Regions from separate parts of the Mus musculus genome. Here region 1 is linked to region 2. A link is a contact called in public promoter capture Hi-C data. All regions are on one chromosome and are shown on one strand. The core of a region is the stretch at or near the end of the contact, and the rest is flanking DNA. Distances in the headings are between cores, read along the strand shown. Region 1 holds the start of Nelfb (negative elongation factor complex member B). Region 2 holds the start of Nsmf (NMDA receptor synaptonuclear signaling and neuronal migration factor).

What was found. Promoter capture Hi-C pulls out the DNA fragments that hold promoters and counts their contacts.
Region 1: a contact with region 2 is called in a promoter capture Hi-C map of neural stem cells. The contact joins the promoter of Nelfb here to the promoter of Nsmf in region 2. A contact is called at or near these places in 6 of 39 promoter capture datasets (the HPC-7 cell line, HPC-7-derived erythroid cells, cranial neural crest and 4 more), 2 of 115 datasets of contacts at active chromatin or transcription factors (craniofacial prominence and pancreatic cancer cells) and 3 of 9 other capture datasets (adipose tissue, liver and pancreatic islet).

What each region holds. Positions count from the first base shown.
Region 1 is chr2:25,209,162-25,213,989 of GRCm38.p6, reverse strand. It overlaps Nelfb (negative elongation factor complex member B), which reads left to right and starts at 2,501. Exons shown (of 13, transcript NM_021393.3): 1 at 2,501-2,888; 2 at 3,118-3,281; 3 at 3,453-3,552; 4 at 3,906-4,136. The coding sequence starts at 2,643. Stpg3 (sperm tail PG rich repeat containing 3) reads left to right here. Exons shown (of 6, transcript NM_028961.1): 4 at 71-159; 5 at 407-701; 6 at 818-1,431. The coding sequence ends at 951.
Region 2 is chr2:25,051,823-25,056,575 of GRCm38.p6, reverse strand. It overlaps Nsmf (NMDA receptor synaptonuclear signaling and neuronal migration factor), which reads right to left and starts at 2,197. Exons shown (of 16, transcript NM_001039386.1): 1 at 1,905-2,197; 2 at 1,517-1,578; 3 at 440-940. The coding sequence starts at 1,975. It overlaps Pnpla7 (patatin-like phospholipase domain containing 7), which reads right to left. Exons shown (of 35, transcript NM_146251.4): 31 at 4,392-4,544; 32 at 4,158-4,268; 33 at 3,939-4,023; 34 at 3,078-3,181; 35 at 2,504-2,905. The coding sequence ends at 2,783.

The DNA of each region.
Region 1 (4,828 bases), core at 1,252-3,751, 160 kb before region 2:
CTGCCTGTACTGGGGGAATGGGAACCTCTTGCCCTGAAAACCTCCCCACCGACCATCCGCCCCACTGCAGAGGGTGGTGGCCGCAGGGCATGGCAGACCATGTGGCTCCAAAGTGAAAGCCCCTTCATGCAGAAGACCGACTTCAACCGAGAGACAAAGGTAGGGACACTATGTGGGCCAGGTAGAGGAAGAGTAAGAGAAGGGGCCGCCTTGAGGAGGTAGGGGTGTTGAAGGTGAGGAGGAAGTGAGGAAAGGAGGGGTCAGATGCCTGTGGGAGGGGCTACATGCCTGGGTTTGGCGTAGAGGGAGAACCAGGAGCTAGGAAAGCACAAAAGCATGGATCAGGCCTAGGAGGATAGTAAGATGAAGCTGGGCAAGGAGGTTGCAGCGTCCTGACTCTTCATAGTGGCCATCACCCGCCGAGTACACGCCGCTGAGCCAGCCTGCCTTCCCGGCCTTCAGCTTTGGAGACCGCCATCGCTCTGTTGTCAAAATGCCGGAGAGTCGCTTCCGCCCAGGGATGCTCCGAGCCCGAGGTCCTTGTAGCTATACCCCACTCTTGCCTACCTCAAAGCCCTCTGGCGAGAAGCGACCCAGCCCCAACACCTATAACATCCTTCCTGGGTACCGTCTGCAGAGCACACGCTCACCTGCCTTCTCCATGAGCCGGTCTCCTGCGTTTGCATCCTGGGTCAGCTCCTGTAAGGAAGACATAGAAAAAGAGTCTTGGCCTGCTTGGGGTTGGAGTGGGGCTTGGGCCGCAAGGGAGGGGAGGGATGCTGGGGTGACGACTAGGGTCAGCTCATTCTCTCTGCAGCCGGAACCCCAGGTCCAGCTGCCTACTACGTGGAAGACTGCTACAACTCACGCTTCCCATCTTCGCCTGGAGTAGTTATTCAAGGAGTGCGCAGACCCAAGCGCCACGACACAGGCCCTTTCTGCACACTATAGGCCCATCGGGTATAGGTTGCAAAGCTGACCTCTCTTGAGGCTTACCAAGGCTTCCTTTGGAACTCTTTGTCTATAGCCGGCTTTCTGATCCTCTAGACACCCCTCACCCACTCTTCTGGCTTAGGCTGTCCAACAAGAAGAGTCTTCCCAGAGTCCCCTTTCACCCCACTATACCAAGATGCAAATGATTCTTCTGAACTGTGGTCTCTGGTGTGCCTGGTTGCCCATCCTTTGCCCAATGGGCTGTCTTGAATATGTGGCTTTCTGCTTCCCTGGTATTTCTGGCTTTCTCTGTTCCTGCGTGGTGTTCTTTTCTTCAGGATTGAAATGGCAGTCTGGGAACTAACCCTAAGCTTTCTGACCTAGGATAGAATAGGAAAAGGCAATGTGGGACAATCTAATCCACTCACCTAAGGTCCAGCATCTACCTGAGGATCAGGGATGCTTGCTGGGCTGAGGAACTATTGGGATGGGATGGGAAGTCAGAACCTGGGGTGCAGACACCTGTCTGCAGACAGCCTTGCCTAGCCCACTGAGGTAGGACCCAGGGAATCAGCTCACCAGACACTGGCCCTACTCCCCTGGAGCCTTGACCTGAAGAGTCAACTGGGTTTGGTAACTTGTGTTCTGAGAACCCACGCCCAAAGCCTTCCCACCCTAGCCCCTGCCCAATGATGGTTCCCTCAGCACTGTTGATCTGCCTTCCTACTTAGAAGTAGCCCCCTTCAGGAGCCTTGCCCTGCAGCTAGTAATAGCAATTTCTCCAGAGCTCTCTCCATACTTTCTTCCACACCCAGACACAGATCTCACTAAAGAACGTTTTTAAAATGTATTTTATGTGTATGGTGTTTTGTTTGCTTGTATGTATGTGTATGTGTGCTTAGTACCCAGAAGACATTAGATTCCTTGGAAGTGACGTTACAGAGCTGCTATGTAGGTGCTGGAACTGAACCCAGGCCCCCTGCAATAAGCAGAAAACGTTCTTAACTGCTGAGCTATTATTTTCCTAGCTCTCAGAGCTGATTTCTTTCTTTCTTTCCATCCTCCCCAGACAGGCCCTGGCTGTCTTGGAAGTTACTGTGTAAACCAGGCTAGTCCTGAACTAACAGAGAGTCTCCTGGTTCTACCTCCCAAGTGCTAGGATTAAAGATATGCATCATTGCCAAGTGTGACAGCACAAGCCTTTAACCCCAGCAGTCAGGAAGCAGAGGGTCTGAGTTTGAGACAACCAAGTCTAAAGTGTCCATGTCTCAAGGGGGAAAAAAATTGTACTACTAAGCCCAAACCAGAACTCACTTAAAAAGTGACTTCATTTATGCATATAAATGCATGTATGTCTGTATACCCCATGGTGCTTGTGGAGGTCAGAAGAGGGCATCAGATCCCCTGAAACTGTCGTAGGTTCTGGTTCCCAGAGAGCAGTCGAACTGAAAAGCTGAAATTTTCATCGTACTGACAAGAGCGCGGGCTAGAGTGGCTAAGGCCTCCGGAGATGGGGTAACTTCACATCTCGACCCCGCCCCTTGAGCACGTTCTCACGACCTCTCACTGGGTAGCAAGTCGCTGCTCGGAACCTGCGGGCGGCGGAGGCGTTTTCCCGGGGCCTATTGGCTGCTGGACCTAGGCAGTCAAGGGCGGAAGTGGGAGGTGTGGGTCCGTGCGAGCTGCTCTGCTGACGCGATCTGGCCACACTGGAGGCGGCGGGCGAACGGGGCTTGGGGGGTCCTCGTGGCACCGTGGAGAGGGCTTCTGGGGCTCCGTCAGGGTCCGCTACGGCTCCAGCGGAGCGCGGTGGGGATGGGGTACACAGCCGAGCGTCCGCCGGAGCCTCCGCCATGTTCGCGGGGCTCCAGGACCTGGGCGTGGCCAATGGCGAGGACCTGAAAGAGACCCTGACCAACTGCACCGAGCCTCTCAAGGCCATTGAACAATTTCAGGTGGGCAGAAGGGGCCGGGGCAGCTAGGGAAGCTGGACACAATTCGGCGCGCTCCCGACGCTTGGATGGAGGCGCTAAAGGTTCTGCGCTAGGGACCCGCTGAGTAACTGAGTGTTTTCCCTTTTCCGCTGTTACTATGGCGGACCCTAGTACTCGGCATCCGTGGTGTCCGTGCTGACTTGGCTGCGGCCAAGCAAAATGCGTACGCGTTTACCCTCTGCTTCTCCAGACAGAGAATGGCGTGTTGCTGCCTTCCCTGCAGTCGGCCCTGCCCTTCTTGGATCTACACGGGACACCGCGGCTGGAGTTCCATCAGTCAGTGTTTGATGAACTACGTGACAAACTTCTGGAACGAGTGTCAGCAATTGCCTCTGAGGGAAAGGCAGAGGAGAGGTGGGTCTCTACCAGGAAGCTGCTTATCTTTGTGAGTAGCATTGATGGTCTCCATGGCTGCACAGCCCTACCTGTAGATACAACCTGGAATGGAATGTGTTTGAGGGATTCCTCTTCTCTGTATGTTCTGCATGTGGAGACACACTTCCTCAGCTGTGCAAATCTGTGCAGGTACAAGAAGCTGGAAGACCTTCTGGAAAAGAGCTTTTCTTTGGTCAAGATGCCATCCCTACAACCAGTGGTGATGTGTGTTATGAAACACTTGCCCAAGGTGAGAACTGTGGGGCCAGCCTCTCAGACTGTGTGTTTAGTGCAGGAAGTTGCTTAGCTCTGGGAAAGTTTGATGGACTTGCCCTCCAGCAAGCTCTGGGCCCCTTCTTTATATCACACACTTCCCCTGGTTGAGCCAAATGGAAATATTTATCCCTTGAAGTGCAGGGTGGGTCTTTTGTGGGAAGAGGACTGTGGAGATTCTGGATGCCTGAATTCACCTGCTAAGAGTTGGAGGTCCATCACAGTCTGGGCTCTGTAGGGTCTGTGGGCAGCTGAGGCCTCATGGAGGCAGCTGTGTCCTCATGGCGACACAGGCAGGGCTTGCAGGGAGCTGTGGTGTTTACTGTGTAGGTTCCTGAGAAGAAGCTGAAGCTGGTGATGGCTGACAAGGAGTTGTACCGGGCATGTGCTGTGGAAGTGAAGAGGCAGATTTGGCAAGACAACCAGGCTCTCTTTGGTGATGAAGTCTCACCACTGCTGAAGCAGTATATCCTAGAGAAAGAGAGTGCGCTCTTCAGCACAGAGCTCTCTGTGCTGCACAACTTCTTCAGCCCTTCCCCCAAGACCCGGCGCCAAGGAGAGGTGAGATGCCTCTCAGGGCTGTGCGGCCAGCCCTTCATTCCATGCCTCTTCCCTGGGTGTAGCTCTTAGTTTGTTTCTGTGAGCATGAGCTTGTGTATGCAGCCTGGAAAAAGTTGGTTGGCAGAGGTTGTGGCAGGAGGATTGCTGTGAGTTTTGAGGCCAGCCTGAGTGACAGCAGATCTCATCTTAAAAAAAAAACAAAAACAAAAAAAAAACAACAACAAAAAAAAAACAAAACCAAAAAAAAAAACCAAAAAAAAAAAAACAAAACCAAAAAACCAAAAAGAAAAAAACTGAATGAAAGTTTTTACCTACTATTCTAACCTCTTACTGATGTTGGCATTATTCTAAATTCAAAATTTCCCTAAGTGGCTTACTTATTTATTTTTGAGACAGGACTTTCCAGTGTAGCCCTGACTGGCCTGAAACTCCCTATGTAGGTTAGGCTGGCTTTGAACTCACAGAGATCCACCTGCCTCTGTTCCCAAGTGCTGGGGTTAAAGGTATGGCCATCATGTCTGGCTCATAAGTGGCATCTTTAAAATGTTTTAAATTAATTTTAATTATTTGTTTGTGTCTCTGTACGTGTGTCTACAGCATGCCCACAGAGGACAGAGGAGTGGGATGCCCATAGTACTGGGTTCTGTTTGTGAGATGCCTGATGTAGGCACTAGGAGTTGGGCTGAGCTCCT
Region 2 (4,753 bases), core at 948-3,447:
GAGGTCCTTAGGGTGCAGCCCACCTTGATGAGTTGTTCATTTCCTGGGGTCCCCTAGAGCTACTCTCTGCAGCCCAGGCATGGTGCACGGGGGAAGGATAGTCCCTAAGTACAGCATGCCTCAGGGCATCCCAGCCCTCCCTTCCAGCTCAGCATCAATAACCTCAGGGCCCAAAAAACTTCCCTCCCTTGTAGCTTCTGAAGATGGCCTGATCTATGTCTTCAAGGTCCTCCCAGGCCCTCTCCTCCAGGAAGTATCCTTGATAAACTGTGGTAGGTTGGTTTGTCCACAGTTCACAGGATTTGGGCGAGGAGGTGAGCTCAGATGGAAGGGACTTCATCCTGACTGCTATCACACCAGGGTACCCAGCTTTGCAGTGTTGGCTGCTGCTGCTAGAGGCCAGCAGGTATCTGCCCAGGCCCAAAGATAAGGCCCTCACCAGACACTCCATCAACGCTATACATCCTTTCCAGCTTCTTGTGGCGGCCAGGAGCCTCAGGTAGAGGTGGCTGCTCCAGCCCAAAGGCCCGAGAAGAGGGACCAGGGACCAGCTGGGCACATCCTGGGCACTCTTTGGAGCCCTGGCGGCTTCCTGCCCAGCTTTGGCAGGGCCTGCTGATGTCCTCCCGGCTGCTGCCTGGGCTGGCACGCAGGGGCTGGCTGTGGTGGTGAGGGTGCCGTTCCCGCTGTCTCCTCCCTTTTACCACTGCTAGCTCAATGGCTTCAGCTTCAGAGCCAGGTAGCAGGGCGGGCTCTCTAGAGATGGTGTACACGTGGGGCTGGGGGCCCTCTATAGCCGGCTTCCCGCTGACTGCCTCATCTGAGATGCTGCCCTCATATCGGCCATTGGAGACGAGGGAGAGGCGGCGCTTGTTCTGGGGTGCAGGTTGCATCTCTGGGGACCCGTCGTGGCCAGAGTAGGCGTCAGCCAGCAGGTGGTCTAGGGAAAGGCATCAGGTGAACCTTCAGCCTGATGGTCTACCCTCCCGGTCCTCTGGCACACTCAACAAGCCCCAACCTTAATGAGGGGGCTGAGGTTACTAGAGAAGGCTCTACCAGGTGGCCTGTTTCTCTGCTTATCTGGGCCTGAAGCCCTTGTGAGAGTGAGGATTGGGGCGGCAGGCAGGCCTCACTACCTGTGCATAATCATCAGAAGTTAAGAATAGACAGGCCGATATCCCCCCAAGAGCCTGCAGATACACCCATTTGCCTGGTGCCAATTCCTCCCCTCCCCCCACCAGCTGGCCCCCAGACAGTGGTGCCAGCCCTGGGGGTGCCAAGAGGCCTGTTGCCATGCCAACAACCCAGGCTGGGAGGGCGCCATGGAGATGGGTGACTGGAGCTCCTCCTAGGGTTCTGGGCCCTGGAGGGCAAGGGATGTGAGGTAGACAGGCCAGCAAGGTACCTGGGCTGGCTCACACTCCACTGGCCCTGGCCCTGGCCCTGGTCCTGGTCCTGGCCTTGGCCTGGGGCAGAGGACTCACCCAGAACAGCCTTTTGTTTCCAGTGTGCCTACCTGCACCGTTGCGGTTCTCAGGGTGACTCTGGGACAGGTACTCTCCAAACGCTCGGGCTGCTCTGCATGGTAAGCAGAGGGAACACGGGTCAGTACAAGCTGGCTACCAGCCTCCAATACTGGCAAGACCCTCCCTACCATACTTACCCCCACCCAGGCCTTCCACATCAACATGAGAAGAGGTGGGCTCTTCCCACCCACCACAGAGTGCCAGGGCATCCTGGTCAGAGACCTCCTACTACTTTCTGTCTAATCTGCCCAGCCTGTGGGCGTCAGGTTTTAAGGCCCAATGCCCACTCCGGAACAGGAAGATCACAGGGCATTGGGGTAGCAGCACATACCACAGAGGGTAGCCGGCAGCAGTAGCCGGTCAGCCCGGCCCACTCACCTTACTTTGGCCGCTACCGAGGACATGGCCTCGCTCCTCAGCGCCCTCCTCCTGGAGGCGGCGGCACCCATGGTCACGGCGCCCGCGCATCCCCCGGATTTCAGAGCGCGCCTCGCGCCCGCCGCCTCTGCCGGGGGAGCCGTACGGCGCCTGAGGTCGCGCTAGGTCTCAGCCTCAGGGTCAGGGTCAGACTTAGGCCCAGGCCCCGCATGGCCGCACCCAGCGCCCAGCGCGTCCAGCCACTGTAGGAGAGCGCGGCTGGACCCGGGGGCGGTGCTCCGCCTCCTGACGCTGAGCCTGAGTTGGCACCACCCCCATGATGACAGATAAGGGCGTGGCTAAAAGGCGGCTCCTCCCGGAGGCTTTCTTCTTGGGGGCATAAAAGTGATGCCCTTCCACTTAGGCCAGGGCCTGTGTATGCCCAAAGAAACCCTTGATTTAGGGGGAAACCCTAGTTTCCTTCAGACCCGGAGCATCCTAGCCCAGCCTAGAGTTGCTGCCTGGAAGCAAAAGGGTCCTGAAAGAACAAGAGATCACCCACTGACCTTCCCGACCTCAGGTCCACTTAGCTCTTTGCCCCTGCAACCTTTACACCAGAGTAAAATAGCCACACAATCAGATTAACGTTTATTAGTTCAACAATCCCACCTTCCCATGCCTCACAGAGGCGTCCGTGCTCCTCAGTACTGCTGTGGGGATACAAGGGTGCCGGGGAAGTGAAGAGGCCCACGACTCCAATAACACAGCCCATGTCTCTGGAAGAAGCCAGATGGCTATATCATCCAGTTTGATCTTGTCAGGCAACTGAAGTAGCCTCTAAGGAATGGGTGCAGCCTCAGTCTAAGGGTGAGGCCCAGGTGTTTTATTTATTTATCCAGTCAGGAAGGATGTTCCAGTCTTGGCCCCTGGTCATCTTGATTAGGGAGCCAAGGGAAGGAGTCCTGGGACTGTTCTGGGGAAGTCAAGCTGGGGGGTCCTTGCAACATCGAAGGCTCATATTCCTGGAAGCAAATCAGACATGGTCAAGATATGCAAAGTGGGGGCTTGCCCGACCCCAGACTGTATCACCTGGAGTGGGAAAACCAGTAGCTAGCCCAGAGTCAGGGACCAGGGGCAGGCCCTGTTTGGGGACCTCAGAGTCCGGCACAGGCAAGGCAGGGTTCAGCACCTCACCGAGTCAGAGTCTAGCTCAATCCCAGTGCTCTGGAAGTCAGCATACGTTTCCTTGGGGATGGCTGGCAGTTCCTCCTCATACTCGGTCTGATAGTCAGACTCATCTAGAGCAGAAGAGAGGGCTCCATTGGTCCTCTCTCCAAGGACAGTGGCTGTGCCAAGCAAGGCTAAAAGGGAAGCAGAACATGGCCATGCCCAGCCCCACTGTAACAGTTCCCAGAGAGCTGCCCAGTGCCAGGGCTGCCAGAGGAACCTCCAGACCCAGCAACACTTCACAGGCGCCTTTGTTCATCTCACGCCACAATGTGTCCTGTGTGTTTTTCACAAAAACATGACCCTCCTCACCTACTCCCTAACCACACATGGGGGCCGGGTCAGAGTTGTGTAAGGAGACCAGCACAAACTCAGCTCAGTGTTGGGGCTCTCACCCTGGGAAGACTCCAGAGCACCTTTCAAGTTCTTCTTTAAGATGGTACATGCAGCAGGGAATTCTGCAGAACATGTTGCTCTGTTGCAAGATGGGGGGCCCCATTGCAGGGTTGTAGATCAGAGCCATGTTGTTGGATGTGGCCCTCGGGCCTCCTAAGGCCTCCTCTGCCAGTAGGTTCCCCTTAAGGTCTGTGGTGTGGTTAGGATGCTCTATGGAGTGATGAGGGGGAAGCCTGAGTGGCCTAGGAGGCAATCCCATGTGGTGGGAACTGGACAGATGGGCTCTGGGTCTTGACACATGGAGAAGCAGTACTGAGCTTCTTGGCCAGTAGAGCTCAAGAGTTGGTGACTTCTTCAAGGGCAAGAGTGAGGGCCTAGTGTAGTGGAGTCCTACCACCTCTTTCCTGTCCCACTCTCCAGACATCTACTCACCATCCACTGCAGCCACCTTGGCCGGCTCAATCCGTGACACAATCTCAGCAAGGTCCGTGAAGGAGGAATTGGGGCAGGTGAACACCTGGAGAAAGGCAGAAAGCATGGCACATCACCTGTCTCAGGCTACACACCCGAGGGCAGGCAGAGTGGGTGCAGGGGATGCTGCTGGTACAGAGGACCCCTACCCTGCCCAACCTGACCCTCCTGCCCTCTCACCCCACAGTCCTTCCTCTTGCTTGTCCCCTGCTGGTCCTGCAACATCTTCTCTAGGACACCACTCCGGACCCAGATGTCAAACACTGTCCGCCCATGTTGATACCCAACTTCCTGTGTACATAGGAGGCCCCATCAGGCACTTGAGGAGGCCCCTCCTAGTGCTCTTAGAAAAGAGGCTGGAAAGGTAATTGATCCCCAGGTCCTCTTTTCTCTTAGCCAGCTGGTGATACTCACACAGATCTCATCAAATTTGCCGAAGTCCAGGGTGCGGTAACTGTCGATGGGAGGCCTCAGGTACTCACAGTAGTCGCTGTTCTTCACCATCTCCAGCTGCCGGACGCAGCACACATAGGCCAGTCGAGTCTGAATCTCTGCCATGTTCAACACCTGCCAAGAACGCTTGAGCCTCCTACCCTGGCCTTCCCTCTTCATCCCTCCTGGCCCAGAAACATGATGGGCTCTGAGCTAGAGTCCCAAAGATGTGACCTTAGTGTGCCACAAAACCCCATTTTGGTCTTGTCCCAGAGTTAGTCCCAGGGCCTGGGAAAAAGTACAAACAAGTGACCCAGATCTGCTGGACTCTGAACGTCCCTACT